Linked DNA regions of Pan troglodytes: region 1 is linked to region 2. The links are chromatin contacts, called in public Hi-C maps. All regions are on one chromosome and are shown on one strand. Each heading gives the region's core, a stretch centred on a gene start, on an enhancer-like site or on the middle of the called end of the contact. The rest is flanking DNA. Distances are from core to core; before and after follow the strand shown.

Region 1 (4,385 bases), core at 1,604-4,103, 170 kb after region 2:
TTAAAAGGTTTTTTGTCTTGTTCACTACAGGACTTTCCCAGCCTTTGACATGCTAATGTTGCTGTAAATTTCCAGGGATGTGGTGGGGGTCAGTTTATTTTGATCACATTAATTATGTGGTTGGGGGATGTGGATAAAATAGGAGAAATGCACTACACTGATTCAGCAGCTTCTAAGCAACAGAGAAAGGGTTTGGCTAAAGTACTAGTATTTTTGGTATTCAGTAGCAAAGAACAGTTAGACTCTCATTCACAACTATTTCAGGACAAGGTGGGAGTATCTATTCAGTCATTTGGGAGAATGAAGCTACGTAGAACTCAATCCTTGAGAGCTTAATTTACTGCCAATAGGACTGCCAATTTCGTGGGGCTTCTGCAACTCCTCCCCGGCTCTAAGCAAAAACAGCCCCTGTACCTGTTCTTGGGGACTGACGTGACATCATTGAGTGTTTTCCCTCAACTCTTTGATCTTCATGCACTTGTCTATTTCAGTGTTTTTTGACCATGGCTGTACATCAGAATCACCTAGGGAGCTTTTCACTCCACAGATGTATGGGCCCATTGCCAAATCTACAAAATACAATACGATTCCCAATAAGCAGCACCCAGAGCTGAAAACCACTCTTCTGCTTCCTAGGAAGAGCTCGACAATAGACAAATAATTGAGAGGGTGTGTACTTTAAATTGAGCACGTTGACACTGACAAGGAAAGGGCTACATAGCAAGATTTTAATGAGACCCCAAGTTTACAGATTTCTCTGTATCACTCACTCAAAAGTGGACTTTTTCTTTTCTAGATTATTTTCACAAAGAAAGAAAAATGTACTTTGAAAGGAGCAAAGTGCTTAAAACAAGGAGTGCACCACAAAATCGTTCAGGGGCCGCCTGCTGTGGTTAGCTGGCTGCTGGTTCACACGTGAGCCCAGACCCTGTTCCCCAGCACAAGCCCCATCCAGCACATGACCCTAATTTGCAACTCAACATTTCACTATATGTCTTGGACCTTTGCAAGTCACTTTAGAAATTCAAAACCAGAGATTCCCACTATGCTGAAGCCAAGCCTACTGTACAATATACATCACAGGGTGTAGGCCTCTGCAGGCCTTCTAAGTACGTCAATCACCTACAGAAGATAAAAAGTGATTTTTTGAAAACCATTTTCTTTCTAAATAATATTTACTTAAGCTATTTTATGCATACAGTCTCTAGGCAGTATATGTCAGGAAAAGGACCAGCCACTAAGAAGAGGAAGAGAGTTAAAAGTAAAGATATAGGCTGGGTACAGTGGCTCATGCCTGTAATCCTAGCACTTTGGGAGGCCAAGGCAGGAGGGTCACTTGAGGTCAGGAGTGTGAGACCAGCCTGGGCAACATAACGAGATCTTGTCTCTGCAAAAAATATTTAAAAATTAGTTGGCTGTGGTGGCAAGCACCAGTAGTCCCAGCTACTCAGGAGGCCAAGGTGGGAGGATCACTTGCGCCCCGGGAGTTCTAGGCTGCAGTAAGCTGTGATCCTGTCGCTGTGCTCTAGCCTAGGCAACAGAGTGACACCCTATCTCTTTTTTTAAAACAGATATATTAAGTCTTTTTTACAAAAGTGAATTTCAATAACTTCAATATCATAGGGGAACCTGGAATCAATTAAAAGATTCTCTCCCTCTTTCCTTTCTTGAATTTTTTTAATCAGCAGAAAAGATATTTATGTACAATGAATGGGTAAGAATAGCACAGCATACAGGTGAAGTTGAAAGATTTCGGAAACAAAACGCTGAGTCCTATGGAGACAATGGGTAAGAGAAAGTGGAAAGTGAGGGGTCCAGAGGTTGCCATGCCACCCTTGCACCTATGTGCCACGATCTGTATAATTGGCAGAGGGACTCCAACATGGCCCGACTTTCTCCTCCTTATTATTAGCATGGTGGTGTTTCTGGGTCTCTTCCTCTCCAACACTGCCCTTCTTCCCAACCCCAAGAGAAAAAAAGGCCATAAACCCTACTTGGAAGCTAAAACCAAAAAATATCCAGGATGAAAGTATGTTTTCCTTTGCAGGTCTTATGCAAAGGAAAAGGCATAGAAAGGTAATGGTCTGAATGCCTTCCAGTAGTCAATGGTCGATCCAAGGAATGCAAAGGGGCAGAGGAGGCAGAATCTACCTCTGCCTGGCAATGGAGTAAACCTAGACACACTGCTGAAACCCACTGGACATCAGGACTGAACAATGAAGAGGTTAAATTACCTCCCCAGGGCTCTCCCAGCATTCCATCCAGGGTTCCCATCCACCAGCACTGACGCTACTTGGCAGTTTTGAATAAACAATACAACATCTCAACTATTGTTAAACTACAATGGGAGGCCTCCAGCGTCATGTGGAAATTATTTTTAAAATGAAAGCTTTTTCATCAACTGCATGAAAAAGCACTTAATAAATCCAGAAACAGTCTAAAAGGATTATGTGGACAAGTCAAAATGTGATTTTGATGGACTAAGTGGATTGCTGAGACACATCATGACATTTAAAACCAAGCGCAGAAACTGAACTGTATTTCATTTGTTAAAACGCTTAAGATTATAAAGGAGTGATACATTTGGCAAGGTAGCCAAGGTTCTTGAAAGAATCAGCAGCGCCGCAAAAGGACATCGAGGAGCTCAATGCAGCTAATTTAAGCAGACCTGCTCCTGAGAAGTGAACCAAGCTTGGTTAAGTTTTTTAAGTTCACGTCCGTTTCTCACCCACATTCAATTGGCGGGGGTGGGGGGGAAGTTCTGAAAGCTTCCATGAGATAATCCTTTAAAATAGTCTCTAGAGGCAGCGGCAGCAGCAAATTATTCATTCCTACCTTGCGTGAGTTAAGCGTGACAGAAAAACTCTCTCAAGCAGAGTTTGAAGTGCTCAGGGTTCCCGCCTTGCAATCAGAAGTTAAGACCTACCAGGAGATCGAGATCAGTGGCAAAACCCTGTCTCTACCAAAAAATATAAGAAATTAGCCAGGTGTGGTGGCGGATGTCTGTAATCCCAGATACTCAGGAGGCTGAGGCAGGAGAATCGCTTGAACCTGGGAGGCAGAGGCTGCAGTGAGCCAAGATCGCACCACGGCACTCCAGCCTGGGCGACAGAGTGAGATTCTGTCTCAAAAAGAAAAACAAAAAGTTAAGACCTGCAAACAGTGAATAGAATACAAAAGCCTAATTCAGTGCTGGCATATGAAGCATCAATCCATAAAAATGGCTGGTTAGTTTCCGAAGTTTTGATCTGGTGTCATATAGCCTAAAGAACAAAGAATTTACAGGAAATGATTTTAGGAGCCTGGAAATTTTAATTCCATCTCAGATACTGTTATTTCCTTTTAATAGTAAAATCTATATAACTATTGATTTGACAAGTTTTTCATTTGGCTGCCTGTGCTATTAATCATCACGGAACTTTAGTCCAAAATTCAAATCAAACATCACCATATGCCTCACTTCCAGGTCCCGGGTACATGTTGTTCGTTTCTGGTTATTCTAGTGTAGACTCCTTGCTTCCTTTAGCAGCTACACATTAGGGAGACCAAGAAGTGAACATTATGAGCTGGTAAAGTACCTATAAGCAGCAGGACAAACCAATCACCCTCTACTGTGAAAAGTCGGCCTCGGCACACCCAACAGCAATGAAGTATGCACACTTCCCTGTATGCATGTTATCTTTCAACTACAAGTTAGAAAAAAATTAAAAACCAAAAAAACTCAAAACATTGCTATGGCCAGGCCCAGTGGCTCATGCCTGTAATCCCAACATTTTGGGAGGCTGAGACAGGAGCATCACTTGAGCTCAGGAATTGGAAACCAGCCTGGCCAACCAGGTGAAACCCCATCTCTACAAAAATTAGCCAGGTGTGGTGGGACATTCCTGTAATCCCAGCTATTCAAGAGGCTGAAGTGGGAGGATAGCTTGAACCTGGGAGGCAAAATTTGCAGTGAGCCAAGATCATGCCACTGCACTCCAGCCAGAGCCACAGAGCAAGACCCTGTGTCAAAAAAACAAAAACAAACATTGTTCTTTTATGTCACATATAGCCTTACATCAATTCGACAGCTACATTTAAATATAAAAGTATCTAGTAGGTTTACCAATAGGTCATTTGGGGTTAAAAGTAAGAGAAATGCAGATTTGTAATCAAAAGCTAAGGGTTAACAGACAACATTCTAAAAATGTGGAAATCTAATGTAAACTTACAATTTCATATTTCTTAGTTCCAACTCCAGATAAAACAAAAGTATGTATTTTACTGTGCTAGTGAATTGTTGATAGGTATCTGAAATCCTCTAATGAAGACCTCAATCTCTTAAGTTTCCTGCATTAAGTGGAAATGAATTAACACGTAGAATGAATGTGTATTTCTTGAGGGCC
Region 2 (4,814 bases), core at 9-2,508:
GAACCAAGTATCTAGTACACAGAACAACCAGGCTACGCAAATCTTCTCTGTGGATGGCTATTATAAATAGACAGATATGCCCGTATATTTAGCAACCCAGTGCATTCCATACTAAATGAAATACTCTGAGTCTTGGAAGAATCTTCTAATGGTTAAATACCAGTTGGTTTCATTTAATTCAGGAAATATTTATTGAGTGCTTCTTATGTGTCTAGCGTGGTTAAGAGTTAGAAACATCTATGGGAACTTCTAGAATCACCACTGAAGTTTCAAAGGATGCATCATTTATCATTTCTCTGTTTTGAGAAATAATTGGACAACCAGCTACCTTTTCACTTCTAATGAGATTGAAGAAACCAGTCCATGTTAAAAGGGGCAGTCTTTAGGATCTATTATACCAACACTAGAGGAGCGACGTAAAGAGCATAATTCTTGACAAGAACATTAATTCACCGGCTTCGTTCCCCCCACACCAAGTTAGATGTTAATGTGTTGCATGAAGAGTTTCAGGTAGGTACAGCACTATGTTTTTCATCTTATGCAACAGTCTTTTCAGGGAGAGTCCAAGAATTGGGAAAGCAGTGCTGACATAAGATCATTCACACACAGAATCAAATGATTCTACAGGATGCTTTGTTTCAGGAGGTTAAAAAAAAAGAAAGGATCTTCATTCAGGGCAAAATAAGGCCTTGGCAGCATAAGGACATTCATTAGAGTTACCTGGAAATACCGTGGTAGAGAAGTCTAGAAGGAAGCAAAAGGTTTATACAGCATTACGGCTTAACGTAGTTGCACATATACAGTCATCAGCTTTTACAATGACACTGTGTGGGAGTACTCAGCTGTTTCCAATCAGAAAAGTGATGCAGTAAGTAAAACTTTAGTGCTAAATCATATTTACTCTTAAAGGTGACCACATATAAAAAGTGTAACAGTTCAGACCATTACTGTGAAAATTTTACCCTTTTTGTTTGTTTTTAAACCCAACGATTTCTGATGCCAGTAGATGGCACTAGTGGTATATTAACAAGCATAAATCATTCTTTTGCTCCCGCTTAAAGGGCCGTACTCTTTTATAGAAACACTTAAGCAGCCAAAGAAATTGCTCTATATAATCGTGGTTTTTCTGTAAAATGAAAAAAATTAGAATAAACTAAAACATCTTTAGGAAGAGAGTCCCATGGAGCTAGTCTGTGCATCCTAAGTCCACAGAACATAGCATTCCTCCTCCTGACTGCACTGTCAGTCACTTTAATCCGACTCTTGCTAATATACTCTGTCTTATGACTGCCACACTGCGCTCCTTGCCAGGAAGAGCAGCGCCTACCAGAACGTATCACATTGAGCCACTGTCCCCAATGTCATAAAAATCAGTGAGACAAAGTAAAACAGAAATTGGAGCCAGAGGAAATAAAACTGTAGAAACCCACTAAAAAATCAACAGTAAAGTTAAGGAGTTATGATTGGGTGACAGAAGAAACCTCAAGGAAGAAAAGTAAATTGAGGTGCTGCTTGGAAAGAAGGAATTACACAGTAGATTAAAGTCAGAGGAAGGAGTTTGAAATACCTGTGAATAGCTGCAAAAAGGTCTTCTGTGGTCCTGGGTCGACTGGGGGTCATTACCTCATCACTCCCGTCTTCCTTGAGGAAGTCACAGGCCTCTGAGGATGAACCGGCTGCGTTGGTCTCCGGCACCCCAGCTACAGAAAGCAGGCAGGCACACAAGACGCACAAGTGACTGGAATTTCAGTCCTCAGCCAAGCTTCTAAATATGCTGCTTCCCTGCCATTCCCGACAATGTGAGAACCACAGGGAGATGCCGTGGGTCTGTAGTTTGATAGTTTACAAAGAAGGGAGGAAATGACACTAGCCTGAGAGCCAGAGCTCATTCTTTGTTAAAGTATGGAACGCCCATGGCATCTCTCTTAAATTTTGTTGCAACATTTCTTTGCGCGGCTCTTCGGAAGGGAGATGTTACCCATTGCTATTTAATACCCAGCCTGCTGCAGATCATCTCCATCCCCCTATTTTCTGCCATGCCTTTAGGTCTAGATTTTAAAAATAATAACAAAATGCAAAGTTGGTAACTTAATCTGTGTTTTAACACAGGAAGCCTACATACTGCTAGCTTTAACAGGAATCTGATCTACCTGGGTTCTTTCCACGTGTGAGCATTCAACAACCCTATCTGGTTCAGCTGCATATGGGCAGAGGGCACAGGAGAGAGAAGCCAGGAAGCCAGACTCACCTGCTCCGTCCTGTTGAGATAGGCAGCTCTCCCCATCGCCCCCAGTATCCGCACTGTTCTCGGCTGGCTCCTCCTGCTTGGGGGCTGGTGAGACATCGGGCTGAACCATGGGGACATTGGCTTCCACTCTGCCGGGAGACATGGATCCTGCAGCTCCTCCCTCAAGAACCGAGGTGCCAGGGTGCGTGGCATGAGAGCCAGCTTGGGCTGCAGAACTCTCTTTTGCCTCCCTGCTGTGCACAGAGCCCTCCTCTCCCGTCGTGGGGCTGGGCACAGCTTGGAGGGCTTTGTTCACGTTCTCTGCGGGCTCCACTGCAAAATCTTTCTGCGGAGGTGGTACCACCAGGAACAGTTTGGGCTTCTTGGAAATGGGGGGTGGCTTCCTGCTGGGTGAAGAGTCTGGGAGTGGGGTGGTGCTGGGGCTGGGCCGAGCCTCTGCCTCCCCAGCGCTTGGAGCTCCAGGGCTGCGGCTCACAGGGCCACCACGCTCAGCCGCACTGCCATGGTCACCCTGACTCGAGCTCTTGGCAGGCGTCAGAAGCGAGCTTGTCACAGAGGCAGGCTGGCTTTCACTCTCCATTTCATTTGTGCTATTTCGGGATTTCAGGAAAGCAGATGGCTTTAAGTGGTACTGTGGAGCAACTGGAGTTCGTTGTTCCTGAGCTGTTCGTTCAGACAACTGTGCCGCCTCAGCGCCTGAGTTCTTTCTCACGGGCCTCAACTGCACCATCTGCAATGCTTCCGTGGTTATCAGGGGCATGGGGGGCCTGCTGGTCTCCTCCTTGGTAGAAGGCGGCCTCAAGGATCCCCGGGAGGATTCTGGCTGGCCAGAATTTGTGAAAGGCGGCCTGGTGTCTTTCATGAATTTGGGGTCAAGAGGTGGGGCAGGTGGGGGTTCCGAGGAAGGTAAGAGAGGTGGGGGCAATGGCAAGGACACAGGTGAATCTGGAAGAATGGGGCTCAGTGCAGGGCGGGGAGGAGAAAGGCACCAATCAGGTGGGGAGCAGAAAGGAATGAGAGCTTCTGGCGGCGGAGGGGGGAACACAGGAGAGTGAGGCAGAGGAGAGCCCTGGGAGCAATCTGTGACAGGAGGTGGGGGAGGAAGGAAAGGAGACCTGTCTGCAGGACAAGGGAATGGAGGAGAGGGAACAGGAGGAGGAGGAGGAGGAGCCGGGGGAGAGCCCACGGCTGGATCCAGCTTCTTCATAGTGCCACTTCCTTCAGTAGAAGTACTAGAAGAAAGAGAAGTGGACGATGAGGAAATGGATACTGAAGATATCAGAGAGGACTTCCTTTCTGGTACCTTGGGCTTGGGCTTCCCCTTCCCGTTTGCTGGTGACATTGATTTTAAAAACACAGGCACAGGGGTGAGTGCTGTGGGTGTATTCGACTGGCTGGAATACCCACTGGATGGAGAAATGACTCTGTGTGACTTCTCTGGTGACGTGATCTTTGGTTTGACTGAACCACCGGGCACTTGGGGCATTGTGGCTCTGGACCCTTCTTGGACATGGCGGACTGGCCCGTTCCCAGTGGGCACCCCACTGCTGGTTGAACAGCCCCCTGCCGGGTTCCCCGGATCTTCCTGCATGCCCGTGTAGTCAATGTAATAACCCCAGGGGTCCGTGTACTCTGACTTGACGCTGCTTGTGTCACTCTGCGATGGCGTGGCCCCGCACAGGGAGTAGACATTGGGGGTGGTGGCGGAAGTCATGCTGCTGCCAGCACTAACTGTGCTCTGGCTCCGGGAGCGGGGCAGCCAGGGCTCTTCCAAGTCACTGCAGGGGCTCTGGGAGGGCGAGCTGCCACTCTTGCCTGGGAGGCTCAGCTGCAGCGAGTGCTGGAGTGTGGCGATCAGGCTCTCGTTGAGCACCTGCCCGTTGCACTGGCTGCTCTTCTTGGGAATCCTGCGGAGGGAGTCTGTCCGGGAGGGTGGCAGGGGAGGCTTCTTTGCTTTCTTCAAAGAGATGTTTCTTGATAGGGATTTATCCTGGTAATTGGACCGGTCCCCTTGGTTCTTCTGAGCTCTTCCAACAAAAACATTGATCACGCTGTGCCTGGGGTTCCCAAAGCCATCACTGCTATTGCACAGATTCCCAGATCCATGTCCAGAGTCAGTGTGCACAGATGCACAGTAGCCATCGTGGTCCTCAGAATACAGTGACCCAGCATCCTCTTTGTTGGACGTTTGGTCCAAACTGCAGCTGCTCATGTTACTTGTGGGAGTGGAATAGCCAGGAGTTGCTAAATGCGGCTTCAGGGGGGATGCCCTTCCATTACCTGAGGATTTGTATTCCCAGGGCTCCGAGCTGCTGTGCCCTCCGCCCCCTGAATAACTAGATTCACTCTTGCCATCCACATCTTGGGGGTGGGCTGGGAAGGCCAGGTTGTTTCTACAATTATACGGCATAGCTTGGGACCCATTCTCCCTATTTGCTGGAGCATTTAGAGAGACGGCTGAGTCACAGAGGGACAACAGTGTGGGTTCACCAGGGGAATGAGGGTCTAAGTCCTGTGAAAGAATGGTGGTATGGCCCTCATTCCAGTGGCAACCGGGAGACTGATG

Evidence for each region. Hi-C and Micro-C count contacts between places; a contact is called where the count stands out from the background.
Region 1: a Hi-C map of stem cell-derived neural progenitor cells shows a contact between it and region 2, with 3 times the contacts expected there. The contact joins two enhancer-like sites. A contact is called at or near these places in 5 of 7 Hi-C or Micro-C datasets (blood, induced pluripotent stem cells, a lymphoblastoid cell line and 1 more).

Annotation. Positions count from the first base shown.
Region 1 is chr5:150,441,263-150,445,647 of NHGRI_mPanTro3-v2.0_pri, forward strand. No RefSeq gene overlaps it. Among named protein-coding and RNA genes, the nearest start is that of NHSL1, 21 kb to the left of the region's middle. Within about 2 kb of position 2,854, at least 1 of the 24 cell types and tissues checked has an H3K27ac peak or open chromatin away from gene starts, as enhancers often do. A contact at or near this core is called in stem cell-derived neural progenitor cells, where this site is marked.
Region 2 is chr5:150,275,698-150,280,511 of NHGRI_mPanTro3-v2.0_pri, forward strand. NHSL1 (NHS like 1) reads right to left here. Exons shown (of 8, transcript XM_009452091.5): 6 at 2,249-4,814; 7 at 1,568-1,700. Among named protein-coding and RNA genes, the nearest start is that of HEBP2, 26 kb to the left of the region's middle. Within about 2 kb of position 1,259, at least 5 of the 24 cell types and tissues checked have an H3K27ac peak or open chromatin away from gene starts, as enhancers often do. A contact at or near this core is called in stem cell-derived neural progenitor cells, where this site is marked.